Linked DNA regions of Mus musculus: regions 1 and 3 are each linked to region 2. The links are chromatin contacts, called in public promoter capture Hi-C maps. All regions are on one chromosome and are shown on one strand. The core of a region is the stretch at or near the end of the contact, and the rest is flanking DNA. Distances in the headings are between cores, read along the strand shown. Region 1 holds the start of Gpr6 (G protein-coupled receptor 6). Region 2 holds the start of Ddo (D-aspartate oxidase). Region 3 overlaps Wasf1 (WAS protein family, member 1).

The links. Promoter capture Hi-C pulls out the DNA fragments that hold promoters and counts their contacts.
Region 1: a promoter capture Hi-C map of stem cell-derived epiblast-like cells shows a contact between it and region 2, with 4 times the contacts expected there. The contact joins the promoter of Gpr6 here to the promoter of Ddo in region 2. A contact is called at or near these places in 15 of 39 promoter capture datasets (the 3T3-L1 cell line, HPC-7-derived erythroid cells, cranial neural crest and 9 more), 4 of 484 Hi-C or Micro-C datasets (the N1E-115 cell line, cerebral cortex, cortical neurons and 1 more), 1 of 115 datasets of contacts at active chromatin or transcription factors (embryonic stem cells) and 2 of 9 other capture datasets (embryonic stem cells and liver).
Region 3: a contact with region 2 is called in a promoter capture Hi-C map of embryonic stem cells, with 2.6 times the contacts expected there. The contact joins the enhancer-like site here to the promoter of Ddo in region 2. A contact is called at or near these places in 12 of 39 promoter capture datasets (the HPC-7 cell line, HPC-7-derived erythroid cells, the SN4741 cell line and 8 more), 1 of 484 Hi-C or Micro-C datasets (nephron progenitors), 1 of 115 datasets of contacts at active chromatin or transcription factors (embryonic stem cells) and 2 of 9 other capture datasets (adipose tissue and liver).

What each region holds. Positions count from the first base shown.
Region 1 is chr10:41,070,989-41,073,913 of GRCm38.p6, reverse strand. It overlaps Gpr6 (G protein-coupled receptor 6), which reads left to right and starts at 1,624. Exons shown (of 2, transcript NM_199058.2): 1 at 1,624-1,787; 2 at 2,311-2,925. The coding sequence starts at 2,330.
Region 2 is chr10:40,628,236-40,631,354 of GRCm38.p6, reverse strand. It overlaps Ddo (D-aspartate oxidase), which reads right to left and starts at 1,344. Exons shown (of 5, transcript NM_027442.5): 1 at 1,264-1,344.
Region 3 is chr10:40,909,146-40,912,141 of GRCm38.p6, reverse strand. The region is part of intron 1 of Wasf1 (WAS protein family, member 1); the gene reads right to left. Among named protein-coding and RNA genes, the nearest start is that of Wasf1, 27 kb to the right of the region's middle. Within about 2 kb of position 1,386, at least 16 of the 459 cell types and tissues checked have an H3K27ac peak or open chromatin away from gene starts, as enhancers often do. A contact at or near this core is called in embryonic stem cells, where this site is marked.

The DNA of each region.
Region 1 (2,925 bases), core at 375-2,874, 440 kb before region 2:
GTGTTGGCCTGGCCACGAGTGAGGATTTGAGCCTGTACCAGACAGAATCATTTGCAAACTTTGCAGTCATCGTGCTACGGCAGCGGTTTGACAGTTCAGTCGACAGCTCTGAAGCAAAGTTCTTGGCACTGACATGACAGTCTTCCACTGAAACTCAGAAATGTGAAGCTTCACTGAGTTTTATGTTCATGACAATGGTGGAATGTGTTAAGTCTCAAAACCCCCCAAATGGTGGGTAAATTCATGCATAGCCCAGCATTGGCTGTTGCCATGAAGAACTGGGCATTCTTAGGCATGAGCCATCTCCCAGGTAAGTTCAGGTGCACTGAGGCAGGAGCAGGGGTGGTTTGGGAGGTCCTGTCTATAAAGTAGCCAACACAAGCATCCCTATGCTCCCCCAGACTATGGGCCTGCTGAGTCTCAGTCTCTCTCTCTCTCTCTCTCTCTCTCTCTCTCTCTCTCTCTCTCTCTCTCCCTCCTTTCCTTTCCCCCCTCCTTTATATGCACTGGCTGGGAGGAGGCAAGAAGCACCTACAATGTATGTTGCTTTTTTTTCATGTAATGTGTGAAGGCCACAGCAGTGGCCCCAGTCCAGCCTTGTAATAGCAGTGTGTATTCATTTCTTTTAGAGCCTCTTACAGAGTCAGCTGCGTTAGCTTTTGGCCCAAGTACAGCTATTGGAGATTCTGTCTCGTTACAAAGGAAAGAGACAAATACTTGCATTTTTACTGACAAACCAAAACACCTTTGAACCAAAAGGGTGATTTATCTGGGCTGAAAATAAAACCCGTGCCTACTGAAGTCTTGTGCAGCTGACTTATCACTATTTTGGTCCTATAATTTGTTTTATAAGGTAGTAATTAGCAGGGCAAAGTCTGTTGCCAGGAAAGTAAATCACATTTTGCTGTTTTCTTCTTTTCTAACAAGACACAGACCTTGTCTTCAGTTAAAGAGCAGTTGCAAGGGCACCAGCAAGAAGGGCAGAGATCAGATAGTGGTGGAACCTGCAGGGGAGGGCTCAGAAAGATGACGGGGACGGGGACGGTGGGGGGGGGGGAGGATTCCTCGGGTAAATCTCTGGAAAAAGAAACGGTTTCCAGTCTTGTCCTTTTATCTTGTCTTTTTTCTCGGCTCTGTGTTTCTTCCCTGGCTATAGCCAAGTGGCACAAACGCTATAAACACTCTTACAAAGAGAACTTCTCTCTCTCTCTCTCCTTTACAGATGCCCCAACCGCCCCTTCTCCGTGGCTTCTTCGTTTCAGTGGTCCTTGGCTCTGGCCTTTGCTATGTGGCTTATTGTCACTCACCCCTCGCCTTCCTTTTCCAGCTCACCCTCTTTCGCCTGGCCTCAGGCTCTCTTCAATCCTTTCTCTCTCTCTCCTCTCAGCCCCATCCCATTCCTGGAGGTATCTGGACTGGTAGAGACTCTGGCTTCTCCTTCCTTCTGGATCTCTCTGAAATGTTTCTGTGAGGGGTGGGGAAATGTCAAGAAGGATTGGCCTGGCGGGTGTGGCTAGTAATGCACTGAAACCAGAACCCAGAGCCTGACGTCACCGGACCCCGCCTGTCAATCTCGGGCAGGCGCGCAGCTCGCAGCTCGCAGCCTGCCATCTCTGCCACTGCCTCTCACTCGCAGCGAAGGTGGCTCAGCGACAGGCGACCAGTACTTTCCTCTTTGACGCGGGGCAGCCTTCTGCAGGCAGCTGCTCGGACCGCGCAGGGAGGATAGCCAGGCACACAGCCGCGGAGCGCATGACCAGAGACTCCCGGGATCCCTGACTCCCCAGGTGAGCAGCGGGCTCCTAAGGGTACTTTGAGCTTCTGGGGAAGGCGAGGGGGTAAAAGGCAGTCCTGGAGTGAGTCCGTCCAGGAGTCAAAGAATTGGAGCAAGGCTTGACCACTGCACCTTAGCAGATTCCCCCCTTAGCCTTTCAATCCCCAGTTCCAGACCTGGGGTCTCTGGCTCTCAAACTTCTCTTTCAGGACCGCGGACAGCGGCTTTGCCCAGCTCAGGCTTGCAAAGAGATGACTCTCTAGGTTGATTTGTTTTAGGGTGTTCATGCATGCTAGTGCGTAGTGGAATCTATCTATGCACCTCTGCCAAAGCTCAGAAACCCCGTATATTCCGTTCATTCATTCACTCAACAGGTGCTTATTTATTGGGGTTCTCACTTTTCCCCCACTTCCCCCACTGCGCTCCGTGCGTGTTCCTGAGGTGAGATAAGCAATTTAAGTGAAGCAGTTAGAGCGGGGAAAGTTCATCGGTAGCTTGGGCAGTGCACCTGACAATCTGCGGTCCCTTTTGTGCAGGGAGCAACATCTAGCGGCGATGAACGCTAGCGCCGCCGCGCTCAACGAGTCCCAAGTGGTGGCAGTAGCGGCCGAGGGAGCGGCAGCTGCGGCTACAGCAGCAGGGGCACCGGACACCGGCGAATGGGGACCCCCAGCAGCATCCGCAGCGCTGGGAGGCGGCGGCGGACCTAACGGGTCACTGGAGCTGTCTTCTCAGCTGCCAGCAGGGCCCTCGGGACTACTGCTTTCGGCAGTGAATCCCTGGGATGTGCTGCTGTGCGTGTCGGGAACTGTGATCGCAGGCGAAAATGCGCTGGTGGTGGCGCTCATCGCGTCCACTCCCGCGCTGCGCACGCCCATGTTTGTGCTCGTGGGTAGTCTGGCCACTGCTGACCTGTTGGCGGGCTGTGGCCTCATCTTACACTTCGTGTTCCAGTACGTGGTGCCCTCGGAGACTGTGAGCCTGCTCATGGTGGGCTTCCTGGTGGCGTCCTTTGCCGCCTCAGTCAGCAGCCTGCTTGCTATCACAGTTGACCGTTACCTGTCTTTGTACAACGCGCTCACCTACTACTCGCGCCGGACCCTGTTGGGCGTGCACCTCTTGCTAGCAGCCACCTGGACAGTGTCCCTCGG
Region 2 (3,119 bases), core at 95-2,594:
CCAGCACTAATCACATGGCATTCGGGGGTAGAATTCTAGTCATAGTGCCCTTGCCTAACTTTTTCCCTATGGGCACATTCTAGGGACTGCTGAGGAGGTAAGCTAGTCCTGGGAAGCAGCCGAGCTGTGACTTCTGCTCCCGGGACTCTAGGGAGCAGACACAGAGGTCATGTCTGGCTGCCACAGATGATTGCATAACAGGAAGAAATGGCCGCGGTCCTTTAGCCTCTGTGCCTTCACCTGAAGACAGCACCAAATGAATTCTTATTAGCCTCTTTGAGTAGTAAACGGCAGGCCGCTGAGGCTGTCTCCCAAATAGATCCCCTGTGGGAGGATGTAGGGAAAATGTAGATACCAGGCGCCTGCGCCAGGCACCCCAAGGCTGACATCTTGTGTGGAAGGTAGAGAGAGGGGCAAAGATGTCAGTGTCCTCCACGCTCTCCGCAGAGGCAGCAGGAATCTGTTACTTGGTGCTGACCTGTCAGCCTCCTGCCCGCCTTCACTTCTTTGTCTTACTATGTGTGCTCCATGCCCAACTCCCTCTATCTGGCTCAATTCCAGATTAAGGAGAGTGGACAAAACGTAATTATTCCAGTTAGTTATAGCCATTCCTTAGGGGTAAAGTTCTCTCAGCCAGCTGCTTGTGTTGTTAGCCTAAATCCCACCCACCCCTGGTACAATCCCTTCTTGCAACAGGCAGTGAACAGGGCATCAGGCCAGGTGAGGTTAGCCATGGCAGACATCATGAGGTCTGGCTATGAGTGGTTCTCTGCCTCCTCCCTAGCTCCACTTGACTCCCACTCCGTGAGCCTTGAAGCCTTTTCAGGGAGGTTTAATGTGCGCTTCTCCTCCAACTGAGCCGTGTGCGTTTCTGAGCAGGTGAGCTGAGATGTCAGACTGCCAGGGTTGAAGAAAGACAAGAGAAGATTCCCAGCAGGACACAGTCCAGTGGGGAAGGCTGGGAGAGGGAGGTCCTGGACTTGTTTCCAGAGGAGGTAATAGAAGACAGACGGCCATGATCTTACTAGTTGCCTATCTAGCAGCCTTGCGCCACAGCTCTAATAAGTTAACACTAGGGTGAAAAGCAATCTGTGGCTAAGAATAACCAGCTGCCAGTGGAGTGGAAAGAGAGCCAGAAACATAGGGCATGTCCTGATATAGTGTGACCTATCAATCTCTGGCCCCAACCCCACCAAGACACACCCCTAAAATCCCAGAGTGCATACAGAACGACCCTAGAGCAAAGAGTGAGGATTCAAATACCTGTCTCTGAAAAAGCAGTCTGGTATCCACCGGAGGTCCTGGCACCAACACTTGTTTTCCAGTGACCTGTTAGCCTGGTCTCCTAAGAGACAGGGAAAACAAAACTCCTTCCCATTGGGGAAATTATTAAGGACACTCTCTCTAAGCTTACCCTCCATTGGTCCATGCCACAGTGTCTGCCTCTGACTCCCCAGGAGAGAGGCACGTGTAAGCTCTGTGGAACTGCCTCTCTGCCAAGCCTGCAGGGGAAGTTTCGTCCTCTATGACCTGTCTTTGTCTGGCTTTCAAGAACTTCAGCTTGCCACCAGCCTGGAGTTTCTCCGGCTGATTTGTTTGCATGGCAAATAAATGGGTGGTCTGTCTGACTTCCAAAAAGTCCCAGCTAGAACCAAGCACTCGTTTCCCCTGCCGCATTGTTCAGAGTTGTTGATAGCTGAGATGCCGGCCTGGTGGCAGATGGAAAATTTATTCAGAAAATAAGTTAGGATGAACCAAATATTTATAGAAGGGAACTGGTATTTGCTGAGTGTCACCTCCTCAGAAACACACACAGCTCAGTAGTAGGAAAAGCCCACATTAAACCTCCCTGAAAGTCATTTGATTCTAGAGACGTAATTGGTTGTATCACAATAGCTATAATATATCTTAAAGATTTGTTTTACATTTAAATTGCTGTGGTCTGTTGGTCTGTGGTCTATTGCATGTTGTTCTCACATGCACGCAGTGCCCATGGAGGCCAGAAGAGGGCACCAGATGTCCTGGAGCTGGAGTTATAGGTGGTGGTGCGCCACCTGATGAAGGTGCTGGCAATTACATGTGTTAATCGCTGAGCCATTTCTCCAGCCCAGATAATATTTAATAGAATAATATTAACCACGTTAATATACTAATAAGAGATTTCGCTTTAGCCATGACTGTATCACCACGTAACACCATTCTCTTGTGAAATGAGACGTATCCTCCTTATTCTACAGATATAAACCGAGGCTCCAAGACATGTGGAAAAGCCCATGGTCTCTTGTGTGATAAAGGCCATTCTGTGTAGCAGACTCCCTATGCATGCTCTCAGCCAAGCAGAGGTCCTCTTTGTCAAAGCAGGGTCCTCACTATCTTATCTTGAGCAAGTCAGAGGCTGTCTCAGTCTGTCTTCCCATCTGAAAAGGAGAGAAAGATGATTCCTTTTGCATGTGGCCATGAGCCTCTGGTGAGCTCAGCTAGGTACGATTTTATACAAGGCTGTCTGGGTGTCAAAATGGAAAAGAAAGGGCATTGTCCCTTCAGTCCACAATCCCAAAGTCACAGAAAATGGAACAGTTCTGTGTCTAGGGGAATGGGTTCTTTCTCCACACACATCCAGCAACCAATATAGCAGACTCTCCAGCAGACACATCCGGTTCAGCAGGATTCTCTTTCAATTCTGGCACCTTCTACCTGAAGATGGTATCTGGTACCACAGGTTGGAGGCTCAGGTCTTAAGACTTACCCCTTATCAAAGGTCAGATGCATATCTCAAACCTCGGGTTGTGCCCTGTGCCTTGGGTCCCACCACAAATTTGGGGTTCTAGGTTGCCCACACTGGGTTCAATTCGTTTGCTGCAGTACCTCGTAGAACTCAGGAGAGCTTAGTCTGATATAAAGGCTGCAAAGAAACCACTAACCCTGGTGTCTTAGTTAGGGTTTACTGCTGTGAACAGTTACCATGACCAAGGCAACTCTTACAAGACAACATTTAACTGGGGCTGGCTTACAGGTTCTGAGGTTCAGTCATTATGGTGGGAAACATGGCAGCATCCAGGCAGGTATGGCTCTGGAAGAACTGAGAGTTCTACATCTTCTTCTGAAGCCAAACAGAAGAC
Region 3 (2,996 bases), core at 137-2,636, 280 kb before region 2:
CCAGTACTGAAACTTTACAAATCTATTATATAGCCATATCATTACAGTAACGTTATTTTCAATAGTTTAAAAGATGTTGCTTTGAAATCTGAGTGCTGGCATTCATCTCTCACAACTTTTAAGCGGCTCAGGCTGAGGTGATCATTCACTGGCTGTGAAAGGGTAAAGGGTTCCATCTCCAGAAACCACTTCGAGCTGGTGCATCTGCAATCCCAGTGCTCCTGAAGTGAGACAGGAGGTGGAGGCAGGAGAATGCCTAGAGGCTTGCTGGCCATGTAGAAGCCTAGACAACAAGGCCCTGTGTCAAAGTGGGAGGTAAGGACTGACATCTGAGGCCCTCTGACCTACATGCACACACATGCACACACACACACAGAGTACACACACCAGTGAGGCCCTCTGACCTATATGCACACACGCACACACACACACACACACACACACACACACACACACACACACAGAGTACACACACCAGTGAGGCCCTCTGACCTACATGCACACACATACAGAGTACACACACCAGTGAGGCCCTCTGACCTACATGCACACACACACATACAAGGTGCACACACCAGTGAGGCCCTCTGACCTACATGCACACACATGCACACATACACAGAATACACACACCAGTGAGGCCCTCTGACCTACATGCACACACACACAGAGTACACACACCAGTGAGGCCCTCTGACCTACATGCACACACACACATACAAGGTGCACACACACCAGTGAGGTCCTCTGACCTACATGCACACATACACAGTGTACACACCAAAACATCTTTTAAAACTGACAATCTACTTTTCTCAAATTTATATTCTAGTTTCCCTCACCAACACTGGAAAAACACATTTTAATTCCTACTTTAAAGCTTGTAGGATATATTGTAATTTAACTTTCCTCCAGTGTGGACATTTTTATGACTTCCAAAAATTTTTGGACAAGTTTTCACCAGGGTCAGTTGCTATTGACTTAAATATGAAAAACTCAAAACTTCTGAAATACTTAATTCTCAAAATATGTCTTTTACAGAATAAAAATTTTGGGGAAGGGGGCAGGGCATGCAAAAGGAACAGCAAGCAACTTTGGAAGCTTTAGAGGACAGCCCACAAATTAGCATAAGCATGATGGGCGTGCCTCAGAGAGTCCAGCGTGAGGCTCTGAAGGCAGTACTCATGGCTTTACACATTAGGAAACAGAACTGGGAGCCCCTTTGGCTTCTTTTTAAGTGAGAAAATGTATGGATACTTATCACAGTGAAGAGGTGGCTTCCAAATATAACACAAGTGGGTGCCCTCACAGTCAGCATGTCCCTTGTAATCTACAAGCTGTAAGGAAACTCTCCGGGGCTCCCAGCCCCTCGCTGGGCAGTATCAGAGGCACATAAAATCACAGTGACTGGCCATTCTCAAGCACTGCTGCTGGGGCAGATCAGTGACTCCACCATCATCCTCGGAAAGAACTTAGAGATGAAGGTTGTTAGTAAAGTTACGGTAAGATGTTTTTGGTAGTGTGGCCTTGATGTTGAAAATCTCAGGGAACAACTTAAAGTTCAGAAAGGCATAGTTTTGATAGCTGAGTGAGGGGCTCCTTGAGGCCAGGGAACAAGAACAATGGCGGCCTGGTTATCGCTGGCTGATGCACCTTTCTTGCTAATGATGGGTTGGTAATCAAGGGCGATGATTAATTTCCTGTACCCGTGTATGCCCTCAGCTTTCTGATTCTACGATTTAAATGTCAATGAGTAGTAGCTGTGCACCCTGATTGCTTTTTATATATAAGTTTAGGTGTGTGATTCTTTAAGGATTTTTTCTGGGATATTTTCATTTTATTTTGAATAGTCTTAAGACATAATTTTCTTATTTGAAACAAAATTAGCTCAAACTTTACATCACAGTTTTTCCAAATAATTGCTTACCTGTGTTTTTTATCTTTTTTTTAATTTAAATCCTTTAATCTTTTTTTTTTTTTTTTTTTTTTACAGTTTAGACTTCATTTCCCCTCCTGGTCTGCCACCCAACCATTCCCCATCCCATAGGAACCATTCCCCATCCTATAGCGCCATCCCCAGGCCTCCTAACTCCCTGGGGCTCAAGTCCTCAGGGTTAGGTGTGTCTTCTCTCACTGAGTCCAGACCTGACAGTCCTCTGCTGTATATGTGTCAGGGGCCTCATATCAGCTGGTGTGTGCTGCCTGGTTGTTGGCCCAGTGTCTTTTAAGATTTTTTGGTAAGATTACTTTTTAAGAGAAATAATAAAAATGATTGCTTCTTTTTTTGAAACTTCAAAATGCAGCCTGCCAGTAAGAGAACTGGCTGAGAAATACCGTGCTTCTTCACATTTTGTTAATCCATATTAAGCTGCTTAGACATGAATGCATGTGAGTCCTTCACCTGTAATATGTACAATGTTTAATCATGGAAGGGTGTTAGAGAACATGCTATTTTTTACTTGTATTCATTGTAATCGTTCATGTGAAGAAAAACAATGTAACCACACTGTAATTTTTATATTGCTTGAAGGTTTCTTTGGGGGATATAAACTGTAGGGGAAAAGCAACGAAGTACTTAAGCATGTGTGTGTGTGTGTCCCTTTTGCCAGCCCCAGAGATTTAAGTTTTGCTCCCTCAGAGAAGAAACCTGCTGTGATTAACTGCGCCACCCAGACGTCCTCCTCAGTACCTGCCCTGCTGGAATGGGACTCTGGCCATTCTCAGCCCTCATATGAGGGACCATGGCCATTCTCAGCCCTCATGTGAAGGCTTGCTGCTGTTTTCTCAGCTCGCTAAGAATCTGGACAGGTTAACTCATTTGTGCCCCAGTTTCTTATCTTTAAAATAAGGAAAACATTATCTACCTCAAAACATTCGAGGTGGCAGCTAAAGGGGTTATCACGGGTACAGCTTTTAGAGAAGTCCTTAGTGCACAGTAGGGACACACTAAACAACACCGCTACCTTCTTACCACACTGAGCTTTAGGAGACAGAAC